Regions from separate parts of the Mus musculus genome. Here all the other regions are linked to region 4. Evidence: chromatin contacts called from public promoter capture Hi-C data. All regions are on one chromosome and are shown on one strand. The core of a region is the stretch at or near the end of the contact, and the rest is flanking DNA. Distances in the headings are between cores, read along the strand shown.

The links. Promoter capture Hi-C pulls out the DNA fragments that hold promoters and counts their contacts.
Region 1: a promoter capture Hi-C map of pre-B cells shows a contact between it and region 4. The contact joins the promoter of Cenph here to the promoter of Cd180 in region 4. A contact is called at or near these places in 4 of 39 promoter capture datasets (the 3T3-L1 cell line, the C10 cell line, liver and 1 more), 1 of 484 Hi-C or Micro-C datasets (B cells), 2 of 115 datasets of contacts at active chromatin or transcription factors (both in embryonic stem cells) and 1 of 9 other capture datasets (liver).
Region 2: a promoter capture Hi-C map of pre-B cells shows a contact between it and region 4. The contact joins the enhancer-like site here to the promoter of Cd180 in region 4. A contact is called at or near these places in 5 of 39 promoter capture datasets (the C10 cell line, liver and pre-B cells) and 2 of 115 datasets of contacts at active chromatin or transcription factors (large pre-B cells and pro-B cells).
Region 3: a contact with region 4 is called in a promoter capture Hi-C map of pre-B cells, with 3 times the contacts expected there. The contact joins the promoter of Erbin here to the promoter of Cd180 in region 4. A contact is called at or near these places in 2 of 39 promoter capture datasets (hippocampal neurons and pre-B cells).
Region 5: a contact with region 4 is called in a promoter capture Hi-C map of pre-B cells. The contact joins the promoter of Slc30a5 here to the promoter of Cd180 in region 4. A contact is called at or near these places in 13 of 39 promoter capture datasets (the 3T3-L1 cell line, the C10 cell line, the HPC-7 cell line and 6 more), 1 of 484 Hi-C or Micro-C datasets (B cells) and 7 of 115 datasets of contacts at active chromatin or transcription factors (astrocytes, bone marrow-derived macrophages, embryonic stem cells and 3 more).
Region 6: a promoter capture Hi-C map of liver shows a contact between it and region 4, with 2.8 times the contacts expected there. The contact joins the enhancer-like site here to the promoter of Cd180 in region 4. A contact is called at or near these places in 5 of 39 promoter capture datasets (the HPC-7 cell line, embryonic stem cells, hematopoietic stem and progenitor cells and 2 more), 1 of 15 datasets of contacts at CTCF or cohesin (large pre-B cells), 1 of 115 datasets of contacts at active chromatin or transcription factors (microglia) and 1 of 9 other capture datasets (liver).
Region 7: a contact with region 4 is called in a promoter capture Hi-C map of pre-B cells, with 4 times the contacts expected there. The contact joins the promoter of Sgtb here to the promoter of Cd180 in region 4.

The regions. Positions count from the first base shown.
Region 1 is chr13:100,774,252-100,777,424 of GRCm38.p6, reverse strand. Cenph (centromere protein H) reads left to right here and starts at 1,526. Exons shown (of 9, transcript NM_021886.2): 1 at 1,526-1,738. The coding sequence starts at 1,623.
Region 2 is chr13:100,808,696-100,811,963 of GRCm38.p6, reverse strand. It overlaps Slc30a5 (solute carrier family 30 (zinc transporter), member 5), which reads left to right. Exons shown (of 16, transcript NM_022885.2): 12 at 529-658; 13 at 2,685-2,880. Among named protein-coding and RNA genes, the nearest start is that of Slc30a5, 23 kb to the left of the region's middle. Within about 2 kb of position 1,908, at least 6 of the 459 cell types and tissues checked have an H3K27ac peak or open chromatin away from gene starts, as enhancers often do. A contact at or near this core is called in pre-B cells and pro-B cells, where this site is marked.
Region 3 is chr13:103,919,262-103,922,153 of GRCm38.p6, reverse strand. Erbin (Erbb2 interacting protein) reads left to right here and starts at 1,568. Exons shown (of 26, transcript NM_001289473.1): 1 at 1,568-1,908. It overlaps D130037M23Rik, which reads right to left. Exons shown (of 1, transcript XM_006517803.4): 1 at 1-2,892. The coding sequence starts at 2,161. The coding sequence ends at 332.
Region 4 is chr13:102,691,581-102,694,821 of GRCm38.p6, reverse strand. It overlaps Cd180 (CD180 antigen), which reads right to left and starts at 1,264. Exons shown (of 3, transcript NM_008533.2): 1 at 1,033-1,264. The coding sequence starts at 1,122.
Region 5 is chr13:100,831,950-100,835,257 of GRCm38.p6, reverse strand. Slc30a5 (solute carrier family 30 (zinc transporter), member 5) reads left to right here and starts at 1,831. Exons shown (of 16, transcript NM_022885.2): 1 at 1,831-2,157. The coding sequence starts at 2,081.
Region 6 is chr13:101,523,546-101,526,826 of GRCm38.p6, reverse strand. No RefSeq gene overlaps it. Among named protein-coding and RNA genes, the nearest start is that of Gm36475, 15 kb to the left of the region's middle. Within about 2 kb of position 1,871, at least 27 of the 459 cell types and tissues checked have an H3K27ac peak or open chromatin away from gene starts, as enhancers often do. A contact at or near this core is called in liver, where this site is marked.
Region 7 is chr13:104,108,139-104,111,487 of GRCm38.p6, reverse strand. It overlaps Sgtb (small glutamine-rich tetratricopeptide repeat (TPR)-containing, beta), which reads right to left and starts at 1,747. Exons shown (of 11, transcript NM_144838.2): 1 at 1,519-1,747; 2 at 299-418. The coding sequence starts at 398. Nln (neurolysin (metallopeptidase M3 family)) reads left to right here and starts at 1,874. Exons shown (of 13, transcript NM_029447.2): 1 at 1,874-2,072. The coding sequence starts at 2,032.

The sequences.
Region 1 (3,173 bases), core at 277-2,776, 1.9 Mb after region 4:
ACTTGACATATACTTAACAGCTGGTGAGGTGGCTCAGCAGATAATGCTGACTGCTCTTCCTGAAAGTCCTGAGTTCGAATCTCAGCACCCACATGGTGGCTCACAACCACCTGTAATGAGGTCTGACACCTTCTGGTTCGACTGAAGATCTGGTTCAACTGAAGACAGCTACAGTGTACTTATTTATAATAGTAAATCTTTGGGGCTGGAGCAAGCAGGGACTGAGTGAGGGGTGGGGGCTGACTGGAGTGAGCAGAGGTCCTAAACTGATTTCCCAACAACCAGATGAAGGCTCACAACTATCTGTACAGCTACGGTGTACTCATATACATAAATAAATGAATCTTTAAAAAGACAAATGGCAGCTGTAGTACTTTGATAACAGGACTGTGTTAACAATAAGCATGGTATGATCAACTTGGACAAAAGCTATGAAGGACCACAGCCCTCCCCTTCAAAGAGCTGCTGTTTTGTTTGTTCTGCAAGGACTTATCCCTCAAGTGACCACGCAAGGCTCATGTACAGCATTTTCGCCTCTCAACGTCAAGGCTCAAGTGTCAAGTCAGCGACACTGGGGGCACCCAATTCTCAACGTGATTTCTAATCCCAACCCTCTGACAGGATCTTGACATGTTCTCTGTCTCATACTCACTGTGTATCCTAGGCTGGCCTCGAACTCATCACATTTTTGCCCAACCTCCTGCTCTAGGATTGCAGATACCCTTTCCAGTTTCTGATAGAATTTTCACTGATAGTCGGATGGAGTACCCGTGCCAGGAACTGAAAGGGCGTGTTAGTGGCATGGTAAAGTCTGGAGAGCATGTGCCAGCACTGCCTCCTGGTTGAGGCATTCATTTCTCCACTAAACTAAAGGTATGGCCCTCAGGAGTTATAATAGGGACCCCAGATCTGTTCTCGGAACAGCAAGAAAGCCTTTCAATATAATATTGCAGGTTCACAGTACTTGGAGGATTGATAGTCCAAGATCGGCTTTGGCTGCATGAGACCCTTTCTCAAAGTGAGAGTAGAAGCTAGAGAGATGATTCAGCGGTTAAGAGCACTGGCTCTTTGGAGGACCCAGGCTCGATTCCTAACCCCCACATCAAGTGGCTTACAACTGCGTGTAACTCCAGTTCTGGAGGGAATTTGATGCAGGGCAAACCCATTCTCCAAACCCTGACCTGGAGTGTAATAATAGGGGCAATAATAGCGCCAGCCAGGACGACTGTTGACATCTGTTTAAGCACTAAGTTTTACCCCTCCGGGCCACGCTAAAGATACAGTTTAAGTTATATCCTAAGTTTTCTCAAGACACTAGGCATGCTAGGTAAGAGTTCTACCACTGAGCCCCGTCTCCATCTATCCCTACCCACAGGCTTCGATGGCCTGTGTTGGTGAAAGTCTTAGCTAGAGGAATAGAATCAATTGTGGAAAGAAGCCTCAGAAAAGGAACGCAGCACGGTAACCACGGCAACCCGCTGCAAGGGGAGAAGCAGAAGGAGGGACTCAGGGCGGAAGGGGCGGGACCCTTCCGGAAGGGTAGGAACTTCCGGAAACCAATTTCGTGGCGGGAAGAACTGCTGGGTTATTTTCTGTGGCGTTCAAACCTGCGGGCCTTTGCAATGGAGGAGCAGCCGCGGGAGAGGTCTGAGGCCGGGGCTGAGGCCTGCGAAGAGAAGCGGGGTCTGTCGCAGGCCGCGGAGGAGCGTATCGAGGACCGTATCAGCCTGCTGCTCAGGTGCTCCCGGCGGGCATCCGCCCCCACTCGGGAGGCTCAGGGTTCCTATTCAGGTTCCCTGGCTGATTTAGGGCTCCGAAGCTTGCGGCACCATCAGTTTCACCGCTTTAGGCCTGTCAGTGGGGAAGAGAGCCGCAAAAGATGCCCTCCGCGCAGAGAGGCTAGTGGGCTGGGGTGGGACATTCTGCAGGAGGACGTGGCGCTGTGCCCGTCTTGAGCCAGGCTTGCGACCCGGCCTCCGGTGCTGTCTTGCCACTGTGGTCCGGGCTGGCTGAGCAGTACCTACCGCCAAGTTACAGGACACAGTCCACCTTGAGGACCAAGACCCTTTGCTGACCAGAAGCTTCGGTTGTTTATCGTCCTACCAGGACGATGATGCTCCCCAGTCAGCAGTTTTTAGAGAAAATTTGGCGGCCAGAAACTTTAGTCTAAGGCCTGGACCAAGTTTATCCTACTGCCTATGGTGAACTCTTCAAGCTAAGAAAAGCAGCGTCTGGTGTATGCGTAGCAAGAGCCATACAGCTCAACTACAGCATAGTTTTTCCGTATTTAAATAGAGATAGGAGCCAAACATTTTGTAATGCATGAAATCTAAATGTTAGTGTTCATACAGCTTATTGGGACACAGGTTTCTGGTACAGGGTCAGAGTTACATAGTTAAAACAGGCTATATGACTGCCAAGTCCTAAATTATTTGCTGTGTGGTTCTTTGCAGAAAAAAAAATTTAACAGGTTTTTTGCAGACCTTTAAAATGCATAACAAAGGGTTGGAGAGTTGGCTCAGTGGTTAAAGAACTTGGACTGCTCTTCCAGAGGTCACATGGTGGCTCACAACCATCTGCAGTGGGGTCTGATACCCTCTTCTGGTGTGTCTGAAGAAAGCAATGGTGTACTCATATACATAAAATAAATACATCTAAAAATTTTTTTAAAACTCATAACAGACTTGTTTTGAATTTTTGAGACAGGGTCTTGCTGTGAAACACTGGCAGCCTATAGCTGGGTGGCGGTGGCGCACGCCTTTAATCCCAGCATTTGGGAGGCAGAGGCTCGGATTTCTGAGTTCGAGGCCAGCCTGGTCTACAGAGTGAGTTCCAGGACAACCAGGTCAACACAGAGAAACCCTGCCTCAAAAAAACAAAACAAAACGAAACGAAACAAAAGGAAAGGCAAACACTGGCAGGCTATAACCTTGAACTTGTAGTAATCTTTTGTTTTTGCCTTCAGGTGCTAGAATTATAATCATTAAGGACCATACCTAGTCATATACAGATATGTCTGTTGTAAACACGACAGCTGAAGAACAAACTATTTTTTGAGCTTATCAGTACTCTTAGTTCTACCGTAATCTGTAATAATTTGTCAGTGATAGGGATGGTTTTTGGCAGTAGTAATGATTGAGCCTGGGGCTCAAGCATCTTTTGTTTTTGTTTTT
Region 2 (3,268 bases), core at 659-3,158, 1.9 Mb after region 4:
CGTGTGTGTGCGTGCGTGCATGTGTGTGTGTGTGTGTGTGTGTGTGTGTGTGTGCGTGTGTACCATATGCATGCCAAGTACCCACAGAGGCCAGAAGAGGCCGTCAGATCCTTGAGTCCCTAGGTGCAAAACAACAATTGCTCATAACTTCTGGCCCGTCTCTCCAGACCTAATTGTTTATATTTTGAAAACTGAATGAACCAAATATACAAATAGTTTTGGTACAGACAGAATCTGTGTGCCCTGAAAGATACAGTACATATTAGAGGTTTAGAGAGAAACAGTTGCTAAAAAGTTAGATAAGGCTCTTTGTAAGTAGGGCATAAAGAAGGATTTTGTATATATAAAATTTTACAATGTTTAATACTATTTTTAATATTACTATTATTCGTATTTTAAATTTTGATAATTTTACAGTATTAGTATAAAAAGCTGGGCTTGTTTCCTCACTTTTTATTATAAGCTTATAATGTTTATATTTTTAAAATATTTGTCATTTCTTTTCTAAAAAATATTATGTGTTTTTAGGTATGGCCGAATAGAGATTCTCTCTGGCTTTATTAATGGGCTTTTTCTGATCGTGATAGCATTTTTTGTGTTTATGGAATCAGTGGCTAGACTGATCGATCCTCCGGAACTAGACACAAACATGCTGACAGTAAGTCTTCCTTCTCCTGTTTAAGCTTCCACTTGGACGGCTTTTCCTTACCAAGGTTAGCTAGTTACCATATAGTATAGTTTAAATTTTGTTTAGATCAGCATAACTTCATTCTTAGTGCACTGTCTCCTTTATGTACTGTTTCACTTTCTGTGGTTTTGGTAACTAGTTTATCATGGTCTATTAAATGAAAAATCCTTTAAATAAATTTGAGGTTTTTGGTTTTTTGGTTTTTTTGAGATAGAGTTTCTTTCTCTGTGTAGCCCTGGCTGTCCTGGAACTCACTTTGTAGACCAGGCTGGCCTCAAACTCAAAAATCCGCCTGCCTCTGCCTCCCAAGTGCTGGGATTAAAGGCGTGCGCCACCACACCCAGCTCTAAATTTGAGGTTTTAAGTGATTGCATACATACCTTTAATCCCAGCACTTTGGAGATGGTCAGAAGAACTCTGGCTTTTTTGGTGCATTGCATTGTTGCAGTGGGTCTATTCCATTACTTTTGCTTTTAGTCTCCTAGGCCTGACTTGTACTTTATCATAAGTGTGTGTATGTAGAACAAACACTGCATATTGGGCAGTGTGTACCATTCATAGCTCAGGCACACAGTGAGATCTTAAAATTTATGCCTCGACAATAAACAAAGACTACAATGTTTACATTGTTACTGCAGACTCTTAGAAATTAATCCTTGCTGGGCATGGTGGCGCACGCCTTTAATCCCAGCACTTGGGAGGCAGAGGCAGGCAGATTTCTGAGTTTGAGGCCAGCCTGGTCTTCAGAGAGTTCCGGGACAGCCAGGGCTACACAGAGAAACCCTGTCTCGAAAAACCCAAAAAAGAAAAAAAAGAAAGAAAGAAAGAAATTAATCCTTTTCTCAAAGATCTTAGACAAATATAAGGTTATATTACATATATAAAACATACAGGTTCCTTTATGACTTAATTTTTTTCAAAGTTATATTTTTAAATAACTGAGGGCATTTGTACATTCTTAAAGATAAAATCAGAGAAGAATATAAAAATTGTACAGACTTCCCCAATAGATTATATAAGTATCATAACACCTTTAGTTGTTCCTGTCCCCGGCCCTGTGGATGTCCTTTCCTTCACTCTGCCCTTATGAGCCCTTGGAGGTTTGCTTGTTTTTGTTCTGTTGGAAACTTGCCCTAACAGTCACTCTTCTCTTCCATCCCCACAGTTTCCCAGGTGCTTCCTGTCAGTATCCCTGCTGTATCTCCTTTTAGCAGCCCTGACTTGAGGTTGCTGTTTAGTCAGTCATTCTTCATACTAAGATGTATCTTTAAGACCCTGAGTTGTGTATCATTAAGTCTTTTATGCTGGCACTTGGATTTTTAAGTATGTGTAAGGCATTTTGCCTGCATGTATATATATACCACATAGCATGCCTAGTGCCATGGAGGCTGAGAGGGCATAGGGTCCCCTGGAACTGGAGTTATAAATGGTTGTGAGCCACCATTTAGATCGTGGGAATTAAACCTAGGTCCTCTGGAAGAGCTGGCCAGTGCTTTTAATGACTGAGCCATCTCTCCAGCCCTCTAGTATTGACCTATAGTAGGAAAATAAACAATTAATTCTCAAATCATTAAAAGTAATTTGGAGATTTGGTTAAGTTGTACAGTTGGACCAAGGATGTGCCTGTCTGTCTGTTTTGAGCAGGGTCTCACTAGGTAGCCCTGGAATTCACAGAGATCCACTTGCCTCTGCTTCCTGAATGCTGGGATTAGAGGCATGTGCCGCCATGCCCAGCCAGGATTTGCCATTCTATATCACTTAAGTTCAAATCCTTGTACCATTTTTTTCTGGTATCTGAAAGTTAGAATGTTCCTTCCAAAATACTTTACAATTCACATTTTCAGCATTATAGATTTATTTGGGTAATTTAGTGAAGTTTACTATGAATAGTTTCTAAAGTCACAGTAGAAAAACATATAGCTATATAATAACTTTTAAATAGCAACTTTTTTTCTAAGCTTTAAAATTAAAGCTTTTCTTTTCTCCTTTTTGCTAGCCAGTTTCCGTCGGAGGGCTGATAGTAAACCTTATTGGTATCTGTGCCTTCAGCCACGCCCACAGCCATGGCCATGGCGCTTCTCAAGGAAACTGCCACTCTGATCACGGCCATTCACACCATGCACATGGACACGGCCATGATCACGGTCACAGCCACGGCTTCACGGGTGGAGGCATGAATGCGAACATGAGGGGTGAGTCCTTGGGGAGTACTGTGCTGCCTTTCAGCTGGCTCCTGAGCTGAGGCGCTCACTTGTTTCCATTAAATATCGGCCTTGTGCTGTCAGTGCTCTAGAGGCCTGGGACCTGGGGAAATGGAGCCAGTAATGAGGCATACTAAAGTCTCACGCAGTGATCAACTCTGTTTGAGAGCCCTGTGGTTACCCTTGCAGAGGACCTGGGTTCAATTCCCAGCACCCACATGGCGCTCACACCTGTCTGTAACTTCCAGCTCCGGTGCTCTGACACCTTCACATAACGTACATGCAGGCAAAACACCAATGACATCAAATAAAAATAAATGTTAAAAAAGGAAAGGCTGTATACAATCACAATGACAAGCTGCACGTGGAAAAACATGGT
Region 3 (2,892 bases), core at 319-2,818, 1.2 Mb before region 4:
CTCATCTGTAAGGCATATAGCTTTTTATTCAAAGTTGGTGATGAATAATTATCTCTGGGCTACAGACGGAAGAACTGAACCAGTGGCTTGAAGGACCCAGAGGCTAATTACCATCCCTGTGCATAGTTAATACAGCAGAGTGGGGGTGGACGATGGTTTGCCCAGAATCTATTCCATTCCCTCGGGTAAAACAAGGATGTTCTGTCTGCTAACATACTTAAAGCAGTAACTGTAAAAACGGCAATGTTATGGTTGAAGCTTTCTAAGCCATATGTGTTGACAGAATGCTTAAGTCTCTCTCTGCAATAAACGCAAACCCTGCCAGGCAGAACTACCAGGGCCAGCGCGACTGACTGAACGACTGCACGCCCGAAAGCGTAGGGGCTGGAAGGCTTCGCGGCGCTCGGAGTGCATCCAATGTTTCCTCTAACAAAGGCACCGTCTTGAGGCAATTTCGCGGGCCACGCTCCCCGCCTCCCAGCACCAGCTTTGTCTCCTCGGAGGGGCCCCCGGCCGCGTCGCCGCTTGCAGCAAGCTCGGAGGCCGGCCCGGCGTGGGAAGAAGCTGCACGGAGCAGCGGCGGTGGTTTCCTGCAACCTGAGCGTGCCATTAGAGGCGTCGGAGTGCTGCAGCTGAAAGAGATACCTGCTGCCTGGAAATCGGGGCTGCACTCGAACAACCTCTTTGCACCAATTACGGTCGTACAAAGAAACTCGATCGGCCCGGGCGGCGGAGGCCTCGCGGGGTCGTGGGGGGCGGAGGGGAGCCCGGCGGCCCGGGCCTCGGGAGGGTGGGTGGCGGGCCTCCCGCCGCGCGCCTCCCCGCCGGCCCGCGGCCCCCGGCCCGCGCCCCCCGCCGCCGACGTCGACCGCGTAGACCCCGTGCGCGCTGACTGGCTCGCGCCGGCCTTCGCCTGGCTGTGGGCGGTTGGGGCGCCCCCGCGGGAGCCCGCCCCGCCCCCGTCGCCGCCGCCGCCGCCGCGCGCAGCCTCGGCCCCCTTAGCCGCCGGGGCGGTGGCGCTGTTGCCGCCGAGGCCTGTGAAGCAGAAACTCCCTCCACCCCGGCCCGGCCCGGGTCCGCCTCCTCCTTTCTCTCCTCCGCCTCGCCTCCCCTCTCCGTCTCCCGCTCGAGAGTGAAGGTGGCGCGGCGGCGCGCGACGCAGCCTGGGCCCCCGGCGCGGGCCCGCGAGCTCCCGAGGAGACCGCGCCGCCGCGGCCGCGACCGCAGGGAAAGAGGACGGAGGAGAGCGCAGGGACGGCGGCGGGAAGCCCGGAGGGTTCGAGCGCGAGTGGCAGAGACAGGGCCGGCCGGTCGGACCGCCCGACGGACGGTCGCCTTCCAGCCTGCGCGGCCGGTCGGCTCCGGCTCGGAGCGGCGGGGGCCGGGCGGGCGCAGGGCGCGGCCGGCGCACTCGAGACAATACCCGCGCGGCGCGGCTGTGGGGGCGGAGGCCTAGTGCGGCCCAGGCCGGCCGAGCTCCGCGTCCTCGCCCCCCGTGGGCCGCGCGAGGTTCCGCGGCTCGGGGCGGGCGCCGTCCCCTCCCCCTCGGCGGCGCGGCGCGCCACCCCGGGGTTCCGGGTTCCCGGGCCCCGAGCTGGAGCCTGCTTTTCACCCAGGCAGGAAGTGAGTTTCGCACGGCAATTCCGGGCGGTGTCACGAGTGAAAAGTTTTTTCCTTCGGCGGAGAAGCGAGCCGGGGCTGGGAAACTCCTGACACAAGTCGCGAGCAGGAAGCCAGCCCGCACCCCAGCCCCCACCGGAGCAGCCGCACTGCTGCGGCCGGCCGGGCGGCAGCTCCACATCCGCCTCGTCCTCACGGGAGCCTCGGCGGGGCCCGGAGCCACTGAGGAAGGGCAGGGAACCATGTCAAGCCGAGCCTCGGGACGGCTGCCCTGAGACACCCTGAGAGGTAATTTCTTTTCTTTCTTTTTTTTTCTTTCTTTTACGGGAAGCGTCGAGCCAAGTTCGTGGGCCGGAAGCGACGGTACTTTAGTCCACCTCGCTCTGCCCGACTCGTCTCCCTTCTTTCTCCCGTGCCTTGGCATTTTAGCCGCCGAATAGTAGAACTGATTTCTCCCCCTCGCCCCGTCTACCGTCTGGATTCCTTTCTTTTTAAGACGGGGATTGTAAGAATGCGGTGGGACGAAAAGTTTTTCAGCCATCGGAAGAAAGAGTTCCTTTGTTGAGCAGGAGGGCCAGAAGTTTTAGTGCTCCGGGACGTATACATTGTATATCAAGTTGCTGAGGCTGGCAACTTTTGTTTCCGAAGAAAGTTGAGTCTTCTGGCTGCGGGGAGAGATTGATTCCCTCTCCCTGAGATGGCTGCCACATTTGTTTATGTTGGTGCCGATTGTTTTGGTTTTCGCGTTAATCCTACGCGGAGGTCGTTTCGGTAGAACACGTCTGGTTCTTTGGACTTTAGAAACCGGCTGCCTGCCATTCCCGATTGCTTTTTCTGGACAGCGAAGGCGCCGCTTGTAGTAGTAGTAAGTCGTGCGTTCTTTTCAGTCAGTAGCTTAACAGTGCTTGTTTGGTTACTTGATTGAAGAGTAGCTGCTAGATTTTTCTTGAAACTGGCGTTCTAGGAAACAGAATGTCGTAAAGATTAGGGATGAGGACGGAGAAGGATATGGCTACAAAAACAAAACAAAACGCCAAACACCTGCAAGTAGTTGATTGGTCAGGACTTGTATGCAGTTCCGAATAGGAACAACACTGGAAGGGAAGCGAAATAAAACCCTTAAAATTTTCAGAAGAGTCACACTGTGCGGAAAAAGCGGCGCTGTTTTGCAGTTGTATGTGTGTTGGCCCATCTGTTTTTGTTTGCTTCTGCCTAATAAGTGATAGGTACGGACTGTTCGGGCAGGAATTCGTGAAGCATGGCAGACATTCC
Region 4 (3,241 bases), core at 15-2,514:
AGCCAGCATGACTAATGTCCCAATAAGAGAAAATGAGACACACTTAAGCATGGGGAGAGACACAAGAGGACAACCAACGATAAGCCAAGGGAAAGTCCTCAGAGGAAAACAACCTTGCTGTTACCTCCATCCTGGATCTCCAGCCTCCAGAAACGACAAACAATACATTCCTACTGTGTAAAATCCCTCACTCTGAAGCTCTGCTTCTGGAAACCCAAAGAAACTAATATAACATCCCTGCCTTGGATTTCCCTGGTATCCTATTTCTGCTCAGTCTGGGAGCATCCCGAGTCTACCCAAATCCAAGGCTAACAAGCTTCTGTTTATTTCTGCTCCAGACTTTATTCCAGTCCTGGCTTTGGGTTCAATTTATACCCTTGACTTCTAGCTATCCCTGGCCTACATTCTCCTTTTGGTCTCCAAGTAGGAAAGCGGCTAACCGAGCCATCAAGGCTCACAGTCTTTTCTGTCTTCGCCATTTGTCAAGCAGGCCCACGTGGACTGGCTACTGGCCAGGGTCAAGGACAGTGGTAGGGAGGTTTAAGATGGCAAAAGATCGAGGCCATTCTCTCTCTCTCCATTCTCTTCATGGTTTCCCATGCATTGATAAATATTGTTACAGTTTAAACCAGAAGGTTTGAGTTGCCTCGGGTCTCAGATTTACTCTGGTTGGTTAGTCCTACAGATGGAAGGGTTTGTCTAATTGGAGGAGAAGATCAATCTGTATTCACAATGATCCTTATAAATTTTCTGAATCTTGGCATGAGCCTGTCTTTACTAGCCCTTCTCAAGACAGCTAAGAAACCAAAGGGTTCTGTGGGGAGTGACCATGTCCTAGGACAGTGGACAAACAGCTTTAGGCATCAGGATTGAGGGGATCTGCTCTTTGCACCAAACCCCTGATGATATCTCCCGTTGTCCTTTTCAGGACAGTAGAGACTGCGAGCCAAAGCTCAGATGAATCTGTATACGATATCTCAAGTTTTTCAGCAAGTGTCAGCAGCTGGGTAGAGACAAATAGTTTGGACTCACCTCAATGCACTTCTGATCTGAGGATGTGGTGGCTCGGCAACTGGCCAAGAAGAGGGCCACTAAAAAGAAGCAGCTGATGTCCGGAGCCATCCCAGGTCCAGAGCAAGCCCAGCTGCGTAGGATTATCTAATGCTCAGAGCCAAGCAATCTAATCACACTCTAATAGCCCTGGCAATTTGGCAGGCAATGAAGTGCTCAGAAGGTCGATCTTAGAACCGAAATGCTGGGAGCTGCTCAGCATTTGTGGATCTGTCATGCAAAAGGAAAAAAAAAAAAAAAAAAAAAAAAGGGGAAGTTCTTTTTGCATACCAACCATCTTGGCCAAAAATAACTAAGAGCCCTACCCCATGATGGCCTACTGCATTTCCTGTCAAACACACGGATGAGTTGTGCAGCTCTCTAGAATCTCACTACGATGCTTCCCACTGCGTTGAAGCCAGTTTCAAGGGGTTTGGGCCACTTAGCCAATTTCTAGTCTCTATCCTTGTGAGAGTCTGTGGATGTAGGAATTTGCTGCACTCACAATGGACACCACTTCTTCTAGCTGTCCCTGTGAGTGGTTAGGAGAAGGGTAGAGCAGGGCAGAGTGCTTTCCTGCAGCAAACCTGAGGGCTTTGACACTGGGGACTGGGGCAGAAGGAGATAGGCCCAACGGTCCTGCTAGCTGAGTGAACCTCATCTGCTTCCTGGACCACTGCTGTTCTTTCTGTGGACAGATTACTTTCTCTCTCACCCTAGTGACTTAGGACTGTTAAAATGGCTCAGGTGAAAGCCCCTTGTCTGGTTTCACAAAAGGCTCAAAGTTAAACAAGACAGCTGGAGCAGAAATAAGTATATCAGCTTGGGGTCCCTTTTGCCTTAGAAATAGCTTTGACATTGAATAAGTCAGTTGTTAGAGTGATTTCTTAGCATGCATTAAACTTCCAAGTTTGATCCCCAGCATCCCATACAACAAACAGTCATGGGCATACCCACCAGAAATTCAGCATTCCGGAGATAGAGGCAGGAAGATAGGTCACTCAAGGTCAGAGGGAGTTTGAGGCCAGCCCAGGTTACAGGAAATCCTTTCTAGGGGGTGAGGGGAGAAAAAAGCAATAGGGGCAGTAATTATTTGGAAGATCAAGGAGTGGCAGGGAGAGAAAAAGATCAAGCATTTACCCAGTGAACTTAGCTACCACAGGTCTTTTCTGACCTTGAACCGGTTGATATATGGGGGATAGCTGGTGTTGCCTTCTAAAACAATTGAATAGACTTGAATAGTAGACAGGACAAGGGATGTTCACTCCTCTCTTTCAGCAGAGGCTGAACAGGGGCAGGAAAAGCTTCTCCTTTGGGCTTCGTTAGGGATGTTCTCAGTAACGAGGCGTTCCATAAAATGCCATCCTCACCAACAAGCATACCTCTGAAGATGCTATTTGCAAAACATGATCTAAGCCAATAAAGGTGCATGGCAGGGCACTTTACCTCACAGAAGGCACCCCTCACAGTGAGGAACCAAAGGGGCTAAGCCTCAGGTCCACTGCTGGCCATCTGAGTGACCTCCAAAAAAGACACCACAGTTCCCTGGATGTAGTTTCTTGTCTGTAAGACTGGGGCTGTTGTGCTTATATCACATGGTAGTTATGAGGATCAAAAGGGATCATTTGTAGGAAAACGCTTTCTTAACCTTAAAGCCCTGCATAAACATAAAGAAAGCAAAGGGACGGGATGTGGGCTGTGAGCCACCGATCCCAATGTCATGTAAATATCACTCTCAGGAAATTGTCTCCTACCCCAGAGACACTGAAAAGGTGTATTGCTTTCTGTCTTGAAGAAAGGTTTGATGGCTCCGTTAAGGCCATAAGATTTTGTCATTTTTCTGAGGCCATGTCATTTGCATATGATTTGCGTGCGTTTGCATAATGGATTCAAAAGACTCCCTGCCAGTGTATAAGAGTAAAAGAAAAATAAATGAATACGAGTGACCTTCTGCCACAGCATTCAAATCAAATATTCAGGGCATAATACCCTGAAATATGAAATAGATTAAAATTTAAACTATTGCAAACAGATAGGAAGATAGGTTTTGGAGTTCAGAAGCAAGAATGAAGCCCTTATTTGGTTCCAGATTGTATAGAATCACAGTCCCCTAAAGGTCACCCCATTCAAACGATTTTCATGCCTCAGTTCTCCCCTCCACAGCCCTTGGCTCCACCGCTGTGGTTAGACA
Region 5 (3,308 bases), core at 582-3,081, 1.9 Mb after region 4:
AGAGTGTCAACCCCTAAGGTTTTCTCTTTCTTCTTCCCTTCCCTTCTCCTCCCCTCCCACCCCCCCACCCCCTCTCCAGGCAATCTTTTAAACCCTGAGGCTTTCCCTGTGCTGGGAAGAGCACAGGCACTTGCCACCAGTCTAACTAAAAGGTTTGTTCCTTGTTTCTTCTGCTTCTGCTTCTGTTACTTCTTCTTCTGCTTCTGTTACTTCTTCTTCTGCTTCTGTTACTACTTCTTCTTCTTCTTCTTCTTCTTCTCCTTCTTCTTCTTCTTCTTCTTCTCCTTTTAATTTATCAATATGAAATGACTCACAAACTCTTTGCCAGCCTTTCCTGTTTATCAGATGCTCTTTGGAAAACCTCCAGACTTTAACATGTTACACTGTCAGCTGAGTCTTGCTCTCAGCTTGCTAACTACTCTCTACCACAGATTAAAGGTAAAGCCTTTGCTAGCTTGCTCACATACATGTCACTTGGACTCTTTGTGTGTGTTCAAATTCAGTAGAATAGTATCAACTAATTATGATTTGTCCTTCTGGAAACCCCACTTTCTCCTTCAAATCACCAGTCCAAACCTCCCTCAGTAATAATAGCTAACACTTACTGAGTAATACTAAATGCCACTCACATTCCCTCTGAACAGCTTTATAATATAGATATTACTATTCCTACTTTCCGGAAAGGGGGTGTGTGCCTATAATGCCAGCACTTGGAAGACAGAAGCAGGGAGACCAGAGTTCCAGTCCGTCCTTAGCTATATATCAAGTTGGAAGCCAGCCTAGGCTACATAAGACCTTGCCTCTATATAACAACAACAAACGACGAACGGGAGGAAAACTAAACAACAGATAGGTCAAGTGACTACAATTGTTTATTTCTTTTCTTGTTCCTTTTGAGACAGGATCTCACCTTGTAGTCCTGGCTAGCTTAGAATTCAGTATGTAGACCAGGCTGGCTTCAAACTGCCTCTGGCTATAATTGGGATTAGAAGCATGCGCCACCATGCTGACCAAGATGTCCACAATTATTGAGACTCAGACCAATAGAGACCCAGGTACCTGTAAAAAAATAGCTTTTATATAGATATGTCTACACTAAGTAATATCATTTCAAAGACAGGATTGAAGAAAATCAATATTTTTAGAAAGGGAATAAAATTGTTTACAATAGCACACCTGTAGCCCCTTCCTTCTGTGTTCCCTCTCACACACTTGAGCAGGTTAGCCTGTACTCCTGCCCAACAATTAAATCCACAAGCAGTTGCCTTTCTCCATTGTTTTAGCCTCCCACTCTGCGTTATCGTATCATCAGAAATCCAAAAATAATAATCTCTTTGTGGGAGTCACAGGCACTTCAAAAAACTTTTAGCTTTCTCATTAGAAAAAAAAAAAAAAAAAAAACAAAAAAAAACCGTTAATGCACTTGAGTTAGCAACGCCTATATGTGGCTCACGCCTGAAATTCATCATCCAGGTTTATGAGGCTAGCCTGGGCTACATGCTGAGTTCTAGGTCTATCTGGGCTACAAAGTGAAGCCGTTTAAGAAAGAAGAACCCTGAAGCAAAGGGCTAAGCTCTGTTTGTTAACACAAATATGCATTTTCTAGGGGACCATCCATCCATCCCTCGAGCGAGGAGAACACGCTGTAGCCAAGATGGACCTTAGGTGGCGCTGCAGGGACCTCTTAGGGGCTTCTCTTGAAGACGCGAGGAGGGGGCGGGTCGAGCGGAGCCTTCCCAGCGGTGGGAGGAGCCTGAGTGAAGCGAAGCCACGTGTCCACCAGCGCGCAGGCGCAGGATTGGTCACTCCCCCGGGAGTGAGGGCTGCCGGGGCGGATGACGTGGCCCGGTAACGTTCCTGCCCGTACGGCCTCCGGGGAACGGCGCTGCCGGAACAGCCCGCGGCCTAGTCCCGCCCAGCGTGCGTGTGCCTGCTTGCCGAGCCCGGGCTAGCGGCGGAGACTGCCGAGCTTGCGAGGACGCTGCTGACATGGGGGAGTGACGCGCCTGCGCCCGCGCTTCCGCAGCGGCGGCGAGCCATGAGGAGAGCCCGCGGCGCGGGCAGCGGCTCCTGAGCCTGCATGGAGGAGAAGTACGGCGGGGACGCGCGGCCCGGGCCCGGCGGTGGCCTCGGGCCGGTGGACGTGCCCAGCGCCCGGTAAGGTGGGATTCCACGGCCGCCGGCGGTGCGGACAAGCTTCCCGCCTTGCTCGGACCCCGCGGGCTACCTCTGCGGTCCGTGGCTTGAGATCGGCGAGCGGGCGGGAGTCTGGGCTCGGGACGCACTGCCTGCCAGGTTCCAGTCCCTAGAGAGAGAGGATCTGAATGTCCCTCCCTGCCACTTAAGTAACGCAGGGCTCCGTAGCCTGTCCCACGGCTCGCCCAGAGGATATGCGCAAGGTGTCACCGTCTCAGGCGAAGAAACCAAAGTACAAGCCGATGAACTTGGGTATACAGCACAGCAAAAATGCAACCCTGTCATCGAGTTTTCGTTGCCGTGGTTTTGTGGGGAGAGGTGGGGGCTTATTCTAATAGTACGAAATGTACGTTCCCCCTCTCCCCCAAAACTCATGCCGTACGGGGATTCGTAGCGTGGAAATTCTTTACTTTTCCTCCAGCCTAAATTATTTTCCTTTTCCTAAAGCCTCTAGCCAGTTGTGCCCTTAGGTCCTGTCCTAAGTTCTGAGGTGGTGTTAAATAAAGCCCAACAATTTCGTTCAAACTGGTTAGCAGTATGTACGATGAGATTTCGTGATTGTTTTTGAAAAGGTTCTTAGACCGTGGTTACAGCGATACCAGCTAACTTTTGTCTGGGGGGGTGGGGGTGGAACCCATATGCCGAGTAGAATTTAAACCAACTGCGGGATTTGCAGAATGCATTTGGTTTTCTGTCTATTTTCAGCAATTCATTTATAGCATGTCACGTGTCAACCAGTGACCATAAAACAGCTAGATGCAGAAGGGGCTAGTGCTATGGTTTGGTAATAAAGGGAAGTAATAGAAGGGACAAGACTAGGTCAGGTCACAAAATTGGACTATGGAGACAGATTAAAGTATCAGATCTTTGTTAAATTTCCTGTTGATAACTCCAGATTTCATAGCAGAGTTGCCATATTTTTAGGAAATACAAGGGTAAAATGTGATATACTTCATTTACTCTCAAACAGTTCAAGGATGGGGGGGGGGGGAGAGTGAGAGTATAAATAGTTTAAACGTGGTAAACATCCTTTGCCAACTTACCTGTATTATTTGCTTGGCAGAGTTGCCCTTCTATCGTAGGTTATTACAGAATTCAAATTTTGACTCAGA
Region 6 (3,281 bases), core at 622-3,121, 1.2 Mb after region 4:
AAATATTGTTGGGAAGAATCTGAATTTCAGTTTCAGGCTAGTGCTGGGCACCTCAGTAAGGCAGAAGGTATCTCTCAGGAAAGACATAGCATCTTTTCAGGATAACCATGCCCTGATTCCCACCATCCCACTCCCTTATTTTATTCCCCATATAGACATTACTACTAAAGACATCATAGATGCTTTCTGACCTCATACTCTCAGAGTCTTAAATGGACCACATCTACTTCTGGACCAAGAGGGATTTTGATGCCAAGAGGAGTCAGGACAGTTGCAAATTAGCTCTAGAAAGAGCTCTGGAAAGTGCAGGAGGCCATGAGACATGCACCCCACCTATAGAGGCCTTGCCACTTCTCCCCAATTCTAGGTTATGCCATTTTTAGGTTTTTTTTTAAGCCACAGACTAGGTTAGGAAAACAAACCACAAGACCATATAATCTCTAAGTCTGAGATTCTTGGCTTTAAAGCATTTTTTACAATTGCTGATATTCTTTGACAGTGAGTATTCCTTGTAAACAGAGGTGGGTTTTTTCCCTTCCCCTTCTAGAGCAGGGGGAGGGAAATCTCCTACAGGCCAACCCAATGTAGAAAATCCCTCATTGATACATTCTTTCCAAGTGATGAAGGTTGTGCCAACCTAACAAACTAGCAATCACAGGCATATAATGTATACAGGGCATAGAATTGTCTTACTCTCCATCTCAGCCCTCTCTTCTATCACTTCCTCCTTTCCTTAATTTTTTGTTCCCCTAGACAATTTCTCTTCCATTCTTATTTAATCTATGCATAATATAATTTTAGGGGACTACAGAAAATCTAGGCACCACAAAGAAAAGGAAACATATTTGTTTTTCTGAAACTGGTTTAATTCACGTAATATATTTATCCTCAGTTATATCCATTTTTTCTGCAAATGACATAACTCCATTCTTCTTTATGGCTAAAAAATTCTAATATATATTCTATATATCTAATATATACATGTGTATGCATGTATGTGTGTGATAGTTTCCCACATTCTGCTGTTCTTGGACATCTAGGCCAATTCCATAACATAGCTATTGACAATACTCCTATAGTAAATATTGATGGGCAAGTATCTCTGTAACTTGGTGGGTTGAATAGGAATGGCCCTCATAGGCACATATATTTGAATCCGTGGTCATTAAGGAGTAGTATTACTTGACAGGGGTTAGGAGGTATGGCCTTGTTGGAGGACATGTATTACTGGGGATGGGCTTTAGGGTTCCCAAGGCTCAAATACTCGGCCAGGCCGAGTATCTCTCTCCTTCCTGCTGCCTACCAACACAGAAGTAGAACGCTCTGCTTCTCCAGCACCATGTCTGCCTGCATGCTGCCATGCTTCCCGCCATGATGAGACTGGACTAAGCCTTTGAAACTCTAAAAGCCATCCCCAATTAAAAGTTTTCCTTTATATGAGTTGTCATGATCATTATGTCTCTTCCCAGCAACAGAACACTAACTAGAACAGACATGCTGACTTGGTGTCCTTGGGGTAAATAACTAAGAGTGATATAACATAAATGATTAAGTAGTAGGGTGTATTTCTAGTTTTCTTAAGTGACATCTACACTGATTTCTGTAGAGATCTGACTAGATTGCATTCCCACCAGCGGTGAACAAGGGTTCCCTCCTGCTGTTTGTCTTTTTCCAAAGGGGGGTTGTGTTTTCTTTATAGCTGAGCACTGGTTTCCCTCTTCCAAAACTGGCTATATGTTCCAGGGCAGAGAGCTTTCTCTCTGCCCTGGAGAGAAACTCTGAAAGAAATTGCCTCAGAGTTCAGCTCAGAGGACAGCATTGCTACACTAAGCAGTCCAGATCGAAAGAACTTTCGCATTGTTTCAGTAGAACCAATGTCCTCTTTTCCCTGACCTTGGCCACCTGTGTGCTGGAGCACCTAATGTGGGAGAATTAGTGGATGGATTGTCCCATGGCAGAACTGCCCGGGGAGAATCTAAAATATACAGCAAACCTCTGACAGACCACAGCCACCTGAGAATGAGTTTATTACTGTCTTCAACTAGGTCCAACTTAACTCTTTCCTTGTCTCTTCATCTTTATTTTGAGGCCATCTTGAAGGCTACGCTCTGCCTCTAAAATCAGCACCAAACCAAGTTCCTCATTCTAAACCACCCAATCCGGCCATCTTTAGCACTTGGTCCCTATTTTATACTCCTCAGTTTTATTATGGTTCAGCCCATCATTGCTGATAATTTGGGATAGACACATGCAGTAGCAACCCAGAGGAAGGCTTAGTGGGAAGACCTAACCCTACCTACCGTAGGCCCTTCTCCTGGCCCTGGGCCTGCTTCATTAATTGCACAACTGGGCACCATGAGAAACACATGACTGCCATCGACATAGACAAAGAAGGAAAATATGAGCCATCCATTTGGCAATAATGTTGGCATCTTCCTCCCTTCACGCTGCCAAGGCCTGACCAGAAAGATCTTGGCCAGCTTACTGCCTGGTGTAGTCAGTCTAGACACAGGGTGGCTCAGGTCATGGTATGTAGAGCAGCTGTGGTGAATTCTATACATACAAGTAAAGACAGATAAAGGTTCCTGCTTCCTGTCTCCTGTGGAGACACAAACTAGAGTGAAGTTTAAACTGATGGAATTAACCCCTCATGGACTTAGAAAAGTTTTATATTTTTTAAACTTATAATTTGCCTCAGAATAGATATTATATTTTGATTTTCTTTAGAGTTTCATTAATATAAGAAAAATAGATTGTTTACTGTCCACATAAACCATGTACAGTCCTTTTGAATAAGGAAAGTAGACAAATATGCAAATAAATGTTAAGTAAATATAGAAAGATGTGTGTTATGTTTGCAAGGAAACCATGTCCTTGGTCTCTATAGAATGTCAGTCCAGTGGCCCAATTTTGAAAGTAGCTTAAGGAAACAAAGATCACACATACCTACTAGTCTCATTTGTCCTCTCCCCGAATTTAGCCTTCAAGTTAAATGTTATTTCCCTTATTCTGTAAATGAGGAAACGGAGGCTGCCCGAGGGTTGTTCTAGGTCACAATGAGTAAGTGACTGAGTTAAGGATTGACCAGACTCTGCCAGACACCAAAAGCTCATTGCTGTCAGGTTGTCACTAATTTGAGCAACTGTCTTCTCCCTGAAGTGTACACCCAGGGACATTTAACAACATTCCAAGATGAGGTCATCAGGGAGAGCTTGGTCAAGTTACCATTGAAGAAGTCCTCTCATCCATTTCCCAGAAATCCAAGTTGAAAGGTGAGTTTT
Region 7 (3,349 bases), core at 498-2,997, 1.4 Mb before region 4:
CATGGTAGCCGTTCTGCTGCTTAAACAATCTAATTTCCTAGTCTGTTCATTGGGGATAATGTTCCCATGATGAAAAACTTCCCTAAAATATGAATGACATACTTCTGACAGTAATTTTTCAGTAGACAAATAGTCCTATTTCCTATTAGTTAAAACAAACCTCAAAAAATGGAAATAACATATCTAGTTAAGCCTCTCAACAAAATATTCTGATTTTGTTATTAAAAACCATAAGCTTTGGATTGTAGCTATTTTAGTATTTCTTTACAAAATTAGGACACAAACAATAGGTGCCTACCTTCCAAACTTTCTTGTTCATCAGAAGTATATGCATCCATCTGACTTTGTTCCCGCAAGAAACGAATAACTGCATAAACTAGGGGCTTCACAGATGACATTTTAGACGCTTAAATATCTCCTTGATTAAAAAAGAAGAAGAAAATAACAAGGGTCATCCACCAAGTTCAAAGCAATAAAAGCAAAAATATTCATTACCTTGATTACTTTTCTCTCTTTAAAGGGTCCAGAAAGCACAAGTGGTTATAGTCATGTATTCCACATGCTCATTCAGACCCAGCACTATTCAACTATGTTAAAGCTTGCATCAGTAAAAAAATAAAAATAACAAAGACAGATTTTCAAAACATGTGTAGCAACGCCTAGAGCTCACCGTGTCTTAACAGCATATATGATACAGATACAAGAAAGTATAGGAGTGCAGACATATGGAGAATCACCCTTGAAAGGCCTCGCTTCTAAGTTGAGGGAGATCTCGTACTGCTGACTCAGAATGTGAGCCATAGTGAGAGCATCTTCCTTTATTCCAAGAGATTTTTTTTAATGTATTAATCATTTATACTCTACTACTTTTGTAGGTTAAGAGTCACTTGCTGACGACAAGGCTCTGTGGAAAGGTTATTCAACCATTGAGTGTTATTGTTAAAACCCGGCGTTTCTATTTAATCAGTACACTGGTCAGAAATCACCGTCTAACCCGATAGATAGTACAAACCGATCTGCCCCTGCCTGCAGTAGCTGTGCTCTCGTGGACAAGCTGGAAGCTCCTGGCCGCGTTCATTCACATGGAATACTATGCATCCAAACAGTGGCGCAGGGCCAGGTGGCATTAATGGCTTATTTCCACTAAATCGTATCAGCAATCTGCTCCCCGGGATCCCTAATTCACAGCCAGGGTGTGGTACCCGCTTCTAGGATGTTTATTAGCTTTGTACTTCTTTTAAAGGCGAATCTACTCCCTAGGCCAGAGAGGTTATTTCACTCTCTGACTAAGGACCCGGGGCAGAAGAGGGAAACAGAATGGGGGTGGGGAGAGCTGTCCAACCTCCTCCAAGCTTCCCCTCCTACATCTCCAATCACATCCACCTCCCACCCCCATGGTTCCCTCCCCGTTGTACCCCGGCTTTGCCTCAGCCCAGACAGTGTTTGCAGGGGGTGCGCGGTGCAGGCCTCCATCTGGGGCTGCGGGAGACGCACCCTTTCCAGAGAGAAGCCCCTTACCACGAGAGGACACGAGATGACGGCTGCGGGCCCGGGGGCGTCGGGAAGCGGGTCCGCCTGTCCCCGCGGTCCTCGGGGCTTGAGCGGTGTTCTGGATCGCAGAGGGGGCCACGGCTCCCAAACTTCCCCCGCTCCAATGCTGCCGCCGCCGCCGCCCCCTCAGCCCACCCGGCTGCTCGCAAGGCTCTCGGACGACAGTGCTTGCTGGATCCGCCCCAGGGGCGGAGCAGGGCACGGAGGGGTGGGGTGGAGGCGGGGCAGAGAGAGGGGCGGGGCGATGGACTCGGGGCGGGGACGGAGCCGGATGCGGGGCGGGGCTAGGGGCGGGGCCACGGCGTAGGCGTGGGCCTGCAGCACGTGGGAGGGCGCTGGCTAGCGGCCTCAGTCTCGAGATCTGGTCTGCTCCGCTCTGCCCGCTCTCGGCTTCCGGGCTCGCAGACTCCACCGCCCGCCTCCTGCACCTACCAAGCCGGAGGACCACGCGCCAGCTGCTGCCGGCCTCCCGGCCTGCCCATGATCACCCTGTGCCTTTCGGCTCTGCGAGGCCTCCACAGGTACTCTAGTGGGCGGGTTAACCTTGACCGTGGGCAAGGGTGGGGTCGTCTGTCGACGACAGCCGTGGGGCCTGGTGCAGCCCTACTACACCCACCCAGGATGCCTCTGGGACTGTTCTTTCCCTCTGCCTGCTTGATGGACTCTGTAGGGACACCTGGTGCAGCAACCTGGGGCCACCTTTCCCTTGCCGCTTCCCCCAGGAGGCCGTCCTTTCCCCTTTGTTTGGGATTGCTTCAGCCGCAGTCTGTGAGAATTGTTGGGTTCACAGACCCAACCCAAAATAAATACGGAAGGATAGACCGACGCGCCCTTCAGACCTGCGGACCTGATACAGAGAGTGCCGCAGCTGTGGACTCCAGAAAGCAAGCATTTTCGTACGCACCTCATGCACTTGTTAGCGGTCCAGGCGTTTAATATACACCCGAGACCGCTTTGGTTTTCATACTTATTTCCGTCCTTGCTTTCTAACTTCATTTTTATATCCCTCCTTCCTTAAAACATTCGATCTCTTAACCTGGCAAATTGACTTGGTCCAGAATTGTTGCTTGGACACGGTTTGAATTGCTTCCTAGCGCTCTAACCACACCCCTCTGCAACAGACCAGTAGCAAAATGGTGAGAGAATTAAATTCTTTGCACGGATATGCCGGGTTTTCGGGAACAAAGCCGCCACCACCTCCCATTGCCAAATCTGCCTTACACTGAAATTTCATGTGAAAGTTCAACGGGGAAAAAAGAACTTTGTGGGGTTTGTAGATGTGCACACAACTATTTCAACCATCAGCATTTCTGCTTTTCGTCATTTTCTATTGTGCTTTGCCACTCATCTGCGTGGATCACTGTGTTCCTTAGCCCTTGTGCACCCAGGGGACAATAGTGATTCTTCAGAGTTCACCTGATGACTGTGACCATTATTTGAGCAAGGTTTGTTGTTTTCTGGTCTCCAGGCTGGAAGTGGTAAAGCTGTCAAATGAAGTTCTTTTTTCCATTTAATGGAAAGCAAGAAGAGAGAATAAATTTCCATTATAACGCTGCTAGCTCTCTTTTCTAACTTTTTAATATTAAGACCCCTTTACCTTTAAAAATTGCTGAAAACCTAGGAACATTAATTTTGTTGTTGTCGATTATATCTACCGATAGTTAACCATATACAATTAAAACTGGGACATTCGGGCTGGAGAGATGGCTCAGTGGGTAAGAGCACCCGACTGCTCTTCCGAAGGTCCAGAGTTCAAATCCCAGCAACCACATGGTGGCTCACAACCATCCTTAACGAG